Regions from separate parts of the Zea mays genome. Here region 1 is linked to region 2. Evidence: chromatin contacts called from public Hi-C data. All regions are on one chromosome and are shown on one strand. Each heading gives the region's core, a stretch centred on a gene start, on an enhancer-like site or on the middle of the called end of the contact. The rest is flanking DNA. Distances are from core to core; before and after follow the strand shown.

The links. A called contact is a pair of places that touch in the nucleus more often than the background predicts.
Region 1: a Hi-C map of tassel shows a contact between it and region 2, with 3 times the contacts expected there. The contact joins the enhancer-like site here to the promoter of LOC100279431 in region 2. A contact is called at or near these places in 4 of 25 Hi-C or Micro-C datasets (ear, leaf and tassel).

The regions. Positions count from the first base shown.
Region 1 is chr7:115,237,489-115,241,688 of Zm-B73-REFERENCE-NAM-5.0, forward strand. No RefSeq gene overlaps it. Among protein-coding and RNA genes, the nearest start is that of LOC103634102, 56 kb to the right of the region's middle. Within about 2 kb of position 2,218, at least 17 of the 20 cell types and tissues checked have an H3K27ac peak or open chromatin away from gene starts, as enhancers often do. A contact at or near this core is called in ear, leaf and tassel, where this site is marked.
Region 2 is chr7:115,153,259-115,157,956 of Zm-B73-REFERENCE-NAM-5.0, forward strand. It overlaps LOC100279431 (putative RING zinc finger domain superfamily protein), which reads right to left and starts at 2,250. Exons shown (of 15, transcript NM_001152440.1): 1 at 2,017-2,250; 2 at 893-980; 3 at 717-807; 4 at 530-617; 5 at 15-84. The coding sequence starts at 2,216.

The DNA of each region.
Region 1 (4,200 bases), core at 968-3,467, 84 kb after region 2:
CGAGCCGCTCATGACCGTGAGCACGACTGATATACCAGTTTTACACTTTGCAAAGGGTGTGCATCTTTACCCACAAGTCGTGTTACCCATCTGCCAAGGGGTCATGAATCCCATACACCTCTACCAAGGAAGCGAAGTAGGGTAACGCTACGAGGCCTTTACAAAGTTCCACTAGCTTCAGAAAACCCGCTACGGTTTCTAGGGAGCGCAATGCAGGAATCCACCGTCTGACCGCCATCGCAGCAAAATTAGCCCGAGAACCTCCCTACACCGACCACTCCCCTACTGCCCTTGCCTCTTTCGGGTAAGGTAGTCCTCCACTAGCTTTCCTAATTAGCAGCCAAGGGCGTCCCATGCCACCCATGTGGTAGCACTGTTTTCTCGGGTGGTCGCTCCATGTTCCAATTAACAATATGATCTTATCATGAACAATAATTAAACAACAACATAATTGGAACATGATCGTAATACAACATTAGTTTTCCAAAACTAAGTAGAGCAATAGCAAAACTACCCAATAGTGCTTCTGTTTGCAAGGTAAGGGATAAACAATGCTAGGGAGACCTATTGGGTCCCATCAAAATTAACCTGAGCATGTCACAGTGATTAATAGGGACATTATTAGGTAAAAAGGAGTGACCAAGGGCACAACTTGCCTTAGACTTGAGATTCTCAGGTACTTCACCAAATTGGTCTTTGGATTCTCGTGACCTCACTACTGCTCGTAGCAATACACCAATACATACAAATAGACAAGAAGTACAAAAAAATAACAGTACACCAAACATGAGAACAAATAGCATAAGATATGATTTTCCGGAGATCTACGTGATTAAACAAATAAAACTGGCTTTCTATGTTGATTTTATAAATCATGTGACAAAGATAATCTAAAGGAATAATTAATTCATCTTTAATCAAAATTATAACTTAATCACCGATTATATTTTAGCCAGATTATAATTAGAGATAGATTAACTTTGATCACCAAGATTAATCTACTAAACATAGGTTAAATAAATATCCAATTATGGTACAATTGATGTTGTTACAGCGTAGAAAATGTTATTATAAAGTTAACGCAACTCGAACGGGTTAAAATGGAGATAAAACGCGGTAGATATGTTTTTTCGAACCTTCTACAATTATTTTTATATTATAAATTGGTTTCTTGAATTTCTTTATAAACCTAGGGGTTGTTTTACAAATTTCAAGGACCTAGATGTAAGAATCCCCTAGCGGAGGGATGGCGGGTTGGTTTGAAGAAACTCGAGGGTCTCTTTTATAATTTGGCTGAGTCGAAGGGGTATCGGACAATTTCGACCGCACGATGAGGATTCTATGACCTAGATTAGATCTAGCCTTATGCGAATCGGTACGAAGTTATGGCCGTCGGATTGGAGATCCATGGCTCCCATTAAAATACTCGATCATCCCATCAGGTCCATCCGTAGTTAATCCAACGGCACAGATTTGATCACCAAAGGGTATGCACGCTATCTAATCTGGATCATTTGTTCCGGAATCAACGACCACCACCTCATCTCCTCCCTCCCGCTAGTGACTAGTGGTGGCGCCCAATTCTACCGTGGCGCCCTCCCCGACGATCCCAATCTGCATGCTCTGGTGATCATTCCCCAATTCGACATAGCCACACAGAGCGGAGGAGACGAGGAATACGAGGGTAAGCTTATTACCATGGATCGTGCAGTGTGTTGACCCGGCCCCGCAGCATGTGCCCCCTGTAAACCCGCAACCCAACGTCGTCGAGGGATTCTGGCTACCGCACTCACCTGGTGAAACCTTGAGCACACGTAGAGCCTCCTAGACAGTCCCTCATGAGCCGCCTGAAGGTAGCATGGACCTAGCCCCAGATCGACGATGGCTGCGCTCCAACTTTTCTGTTCGCTCAACGAGGTGCTCTGATCTCCCTTCCTTCTAGCGTCGATGGGGGGTCAGGTGCACAATTTGGTCCAGGAGGAGCTCGGGGCTCAACCGCGAGGATTTGGGATGAAGATCTTGTCCCTGAAACGCGGTTGAGGTTGTTGCACGGTCGCGGACCCAGCTATTCCATCGGACTTGAGCTAGCAGAGACCCCTGAAGAACTGGCCTGCACGACAGCCACACCGGGAAAAAGGAAAAGAGAGAGAGGAGTGAATGGGTCGGTGCACAACTATTCAACCCAGTGCGTGAGTGTAAAAAGGGGCAGGGCGAGCCTGGTGCTAGAAAAACGAATGGGTCGGTATGGAGTACTTGGGCTGGCGCGGGTGTGATCGATTGGGCTGGATCTGGGGAAGTCGGCCCAGGTAACAGTTGGTCTTCTTTTTTTCAGCTTTCTATCTTCTTTCTTCTTTTTTTATCTTCCAAACTCATATTTCGAATTTGCTTTGAAATTTGCACACACAATTTGAAACGCTCAAGCAAATAAAACTTCAGCATGAGACAAAAGGTTAATTTCATTATCAATCTATTCATTTAGATGAAGGCTTCTAAACATATAATGGATACATGAACTTTTACATAATTTAAAGAACGGATAATCATCCTATGTTATTTCGAAATCAAATTCTAGTTTTCCTTTTTTAGAGACTGTTCTAAATATATTATTCAACAAATGAATGGTTTCACTCGCATAAGAACCCTTTTCATTTAAATTTACAATTCATTTTAATTGATTTATAAAGGAAAATACTTAAAACTATAACTTGTGATTCTAAACTACTCAATTCTTACCTAATTAAACTAGGTTTTGATGAATTTTTGTTGGTTCGAAAATTAGGATGTTACATGAGCTCACATACGTTCATCACTCAACAAGTTGTGGGGAATAATGTGCATGAACTCACCAAATGTGGGAGCTCATGTGAAGTGTAAGGCTTACCAAAGAGGATGGTTAAAGCTGAGCATTGCTTTTAAAGTTGGTCAAAATTTTATTAGCAGTTACTAAGTATAAGTAGATACCATCCCAATTCAATAAGAGATCAAGATTAATAACAACACTCACAATGCAATGCAAAATGAGAATTTCAGTTTAATTCCATAAGTTAATCATGTGAGTGTCTGAGCCACTCATGACCGTGAGCACGGCTGATATACCGGCTCTCCATGTTCCAATTAACAATATGATCTTATCATGAACAATAACTAAACAACAATATAATTGTAACATGATCATAATGAAACATTAGTTTCCCAAAACCAGGTAGAGCAATAGCAAACCTACCCAATAATTCATCTGTTTGCAAGGTGGGGGATAAACAATGCTAGGGAAAACTATTAGGTCCTATCAAATTAACCTAAGCATGTCACAGTGATTAACAAGAAAATTATTAGGTAAAAAAGAGTGATCAAGGGCACAACTTGCCTGAGACTCGAGATTCCAGGTACCAGGATGATCTTCAGATTCTCGTGACCTCACTGCTATTCGTAGCAATACAAACAAACATGGTATATGCAAAATTAACATCACACCAACCATAAGCACAAACTGCATAATAATATTCTACGCGATGCTACGAGATCGTGAGTTCGAGAACTACTAAAATCGGAGTTACGGTTAAGGAGTTATGATTTATGGAAGATCTATGTGATTCAAATATTAAATTATATTATAAATTGATTAGTATACATCATATGAGAGCATATTCTATAAATAATTAACTCGACTTTAATCTAGATTATAACCTGATTAGAAATCATATTTTAGTCAAATTCCCATCATGGACCAGTTTGACTTTGGTTAGAAGGTCTAATCTACTAATCATAGGCTAAACAAATATCTATTTATAAAAAATATATTTTATGGTACAAATAATGTTGCCACTGCGTAGACAATTTTATTACGAAGTTAACACAACTTGAACGGACAAAAACGGAGTTAAAATGGGAAAGTTATGAATTTTCTAAGTTTATCATATTTATTTTTATCCTAAAAATCATTGTAGATTTTAATTTATGAGATTTCTCAACCCGTGGATGGCGGCCACAAATTCTCATAAGCTCAGGGTTCACTACGTAAAAATCTGGGTTCTATTGCAATTACTTTGCACAAGCCGAGGATGGCGGGTTCATAACACCGAACCCCAAGGACTCATATGCAAAAATGCAGCCACGAAGGGGTATGACTAAGTTCTGGCTATTCGATCAGAAACCGACGGCCAGGATTAGATCGCAGTTCTCATAGATGGATACGATAAGCTC
Region 2 (4,698 bases), core at 1,000-3,499:
CTTAAAAGTCTTACAGGAAGCCTCTCCCAAATTGCTTCTTCGGTTATAGTTTCTCCATGTCCAGGCATTAAAGCACCACACATCCTAATGAGAACAAACAAGAGGAAGAAATAGTAAACAAATTGTGCAAATAAGCATGAACTAATAGGTATGTCTTATACATTATTCTTTGCGGGACCTGTCAAATGCAAACAATAAATGTTCACCTCAAATGCCTGGTTCATTGTTCACACCATAGCAAATTTTTCTTGTAATTACTCTTGCATACAAAAATCCTGGCAACAACTTTGAACTTACTAGTGAAAAATGATTGCTGACTATTACCATCATCCTTATATATTACGAAAAGACTATATTTCCAGTGTATGGAGAATTTCTTACAGATTGGGATGACATTGTATAGGTTAGATTATTGATGTAGAAAAAGTAAAAGGGGAACTATAAAATGAGTATATGACAAAAAGTTGTACTGCACTGCTTATTATTGATATAAGTAATTTCCATTTTTCTACTGGTTTTATGTGATTACCTGAAGTTGTCAACCAGTGTAATGATTTCCAAAGCCAAGAGTGGAAGGAACACAAGCTTTAAATCTATGATGAAAGGCTCCACATGACCTAAAGACGAACAATTGAGCCAGCAAGTGAAAAACGATCAACTCAGAATGCAAACAAACAAACAAACAAATGATAAATCACAGTGCATAATGGATTCACCATTGTGGTTGAGGCCTTCTAGATAAACACAGAGAAGCAGCTCAAAGGCAACTAGTAACGGTGTTGCGACAATGGAATGGAATGGAACCCGCTGCACAGTTGAATGATCTAATTAACCTGCTTCTAGCCAACTTCAGAAAGAAAGTAGACGTTGAAAGCAAAAGTAGAAAACATACTTGACAACTTTCAGGTGATGGAGCCGGTAATGAGAATAGACATCGAGCCGCAACAGCATGGAACAACCATACAGGGATGAAAAGCGCCCTGCAGCGTTGAGAATTCCAATATTGAGATATGAAAGGCTGACATCAAATGTGTCTTGTACCTGTTTCAGTGTTTCTAGCAATCTTATGACAAACCCTGCAATATTCATGTCTGCAGATTCTTCATCAAGTTGCACCCACCAGACTAATGGGGTGTTTGGTTTGAGGGACGGGGTGATCTATAACCATCCCATCACTCAGTTTTTTCTTTGGATTGAGGAAAGTAATGAAAGTGTGTCTGTCAAAGTTAGTCACCCAAAATCTCAGCACCTTCGTTACACCAAATGTCAAAGCAGCTCTTAGCTGGTAAAGAACTAATAGAGTGTTTGGTTTGAGGAACCACTCCATCCTAGGTGAGGTGCGCCTCATAAGTATATTCATCAAATTTCTTGGAATAACTCCATTCAGGGGCGGACCTATGTTAGTCCCAGTGAGGGCTTAGGCCCTCGCTCAATTCTCTTTTGCAAGTAGTAAAGTCTAAATTTTCACCATGAATTCCCCTGCTCAGCAGCACTTAGATGTCTGCTCTGTTATTTTGGTACCCAACATTACAATTATGCTTTCACTCTCATTTTGTCTTGGGTCCGTCCCTGACTCTATTCCTAGTACAAGTACTAATTATTAGCTTATGAAAAATAAGGCGGTGATGCATCAAAAAGTGAGAAATGAGTAACCCATTCCTCAAACCAATCAGTCTATAAATTTCCAAATATCGAAGATCACTTCATAACCTGACTCAGGGCAGCATGCAAGAGCTAACTTCCAATTCATTTACCAGAAGGAATTTCAGAATCCCCTCATTGAGTGACTCAGTTGCACGTGCAATTTGTCAAATCACCAACGCATCATTTCCTATGTCGCAATTGAAAAATTAGAATTCACAACGTCCATGGCTACATGAGATACCCCCAAAGGATACTCAGTTTCTCCGAGCAAACCGATACGGACCTCGGCCCAGCGAAACGCGGGTAGCCGCTAACATTTGCGCTAGCGAAGTCCCAGATATGGATTGCTGGGCGTACATGATTACAGCTTACCACCAGGAGAGTGAGAGGACGCCGTCGAGCTTGAGCGCGAGGAGCGCGGTGAAGCAGAGCAACAGCGCGTGCGCCGCCACCCCCTGCCCGGCCCTCCGCACCCGCTGCCACGTTGCAGACTGCGGCGGCGCGGCCTCCCCCCTCCCCCGCTCGTCGGCGGCGCTACTTCCCGCGGCGTCGCCAGTTACTCCCCGTGCCATGAACGTGCGATGTGCGAGCGTGAGCAGTGCGTGTGATCTGACGGTGGGTCGTTCCCTCGTTTCTCCCCGCTCGTTTCTGGCTTTTCGGGTGAGGTTGGGCTCTATCGGTCACGGCAAAGTTGAAAGCTTTTATGAGAGTATTGTTACTGAGATTAAAAATTAGTATAAAATATATACGGAAAGATATATAAAATCTATGGTAAATTATTATTATAATATTAATATTATATTGACGATATAAATATGTAATATTATTTAAAATATATCAAGTCAAAAAGAATTAACTGATATCGAACAAATATTATAATATCGCAAAAATTATTTCTAAAAAATTAATATAGAATTTAGAATGATAGAAAAATATATCGACAATCGTACATTGATGTAGCGATATTATCAATTTCTGTTGTATGTTTGCAGGTATGTCATATCAGCACGAATTGTCCGCATAACTTAACGGATCGATCACAAAGTTTATCTGAAGAATTTTTGCATCCTATGAACAGGACATAAGAGAAGAAATTGTCAATATTTTATTATGTAACTGGAATGTATGTTTGAACATGAAATTGTGTACAACCTGAAACCAAATTTTTTAGTTTGTAGCACCAGTGTTTCACTTGAATAAAATTGGCACCAATAGTTTCACAAGAATGTAGACATAAACACATACCGAGTTCACTAAAACTAAGAAGACAAGCACATACATTATTTGTCGAGTTCACTTAATAAGAACATAGAAAATTAATTGCAACGAAGACAAACACATACTTCATTTGTCGAGTTCACTTAACAAGAACACAGAAAGTTCACTACAACTAAGACAAACACACATGTACCTAGTCCTTGACGAGATCACTTAACAAATGGAAAGAAACACATACAAACTTCTGTCATACACATACTGCAATGAACCATCTAGTTTTCCCAGAAACTAACATCATCTAACTGTGTAGACTACACTGCAACATCTAGTTTCTTCTTCTTTGAGGTCATTTTCTTAACAAGATGGTTTTAATGGTGTGTTAAGTCTAGGTGTAATTTGTTTGGTGGATTTAGTGGAGATTATGGATATGAGGGTGATTTGGTTTGGTGAGTTTTGCTAAGTTTAAACTGGTGGATTATATAGTGGTATAGATATAACATAATTGTAAACAACGTCAATAAACTTACTACTGAGACAAGCGCTTGAAGGGAGGGGTTGATGGCGGTAGCGACGCGAATGAGGAGGGAGGGGCGGCGAGGACACGGGGGAGGGGGATGAGGCTAGAGGCGGTAGGATCGGGAGAAGGGAGAGGGGAGTCTAGGGGTGGCAGGATCAAGAGGGAGGGATGAGGGGTCATCCAAATAATATTGTATATTGGATTTGAGTAAGGGAGAGGAGGTTATCCAGCGATACGAACCGTTGGTTTTAATAGTGTGTTAAATCTAGGCGTAATTTGTTTGGTAGATTTAGTGGAGATTATGGATATGAGGGTGATTTGGTTTGGTGAGTGAAAGTCGCCAGAGGGGGGTGAATAGGCGTAATCTGAAATTTACAACTTTAAACACACACTACAAGTCGGGGTTAGCGTTAGAACTTAAATCAAGTCCGGGAGAGAGGGGAAAATAAATCAAATGGAAATCAAGCGAATGAACATGATGATTTGTTTTACCGAGGTTCAGTTCCAATGAACCTAATCCCCGTTGAAGTGGTCACAAAGACCGGGTCTCTTTCAACCCTTTCCCTCTCTCAAACGGTCACTTAGACCGAGTGAGCTTTCTCCTTAATCAAACGGGTCACTTAGACCCGCAAGGACCACCACACACTTAGGTGTCTCTTGCTTTGATTACAAGTCACTTTGGAACAAGAATGAGGAAGGAAGAAAGTGATCCAAGCAACAAGAGTGCAAATGAACACGAGCTCACACTCTCTCAAGTCACTAGGTGGTTGGAATGAATTTGGGACTTGTAGAGGTTTTGATCTCTTAGATTGTGTCTAGGGTTGAATGCACTAGCTCTTGTATTGAATGAGAACTTCAGAAAACTTGGATGCTTGGATTTGTGGTGGTTCGGGGTATTTATAGCCCTCAACCACCAAGTGGCCGTTGGGGAAGGCTGCTGGCGATGGGCGCACCGGACAGTCCGGTGCGCCACCGGACAGACACTGTAGACTGTCCGGTGTGCCGCCACGTTACCCAACCGTTAGGGTTCGGGAGCAGTCGGCCGTTGGCGCTGTTGTCTTCTTGTGGCACCGGACAGTCTGGTGCCACATCGGACACTGTCTGGTGCGCCTCTGACTCTGTGGCTCTGACTCTACGCGCATTGTTTCCTCTGTCAGCGGCTTTTGCAGTCGACCGTTTGAGCGAGTAGTCGTTGCTCTCCTGGCTCACCGGACAGTTCGATGGCACACCGTACAATCCGGTGAATTATAGTGGAGCGTGGCTCAGTTTTCCCGAGAGTGGCTGGTTCATCTTCGTACTGACATGGTGCACCAGACACA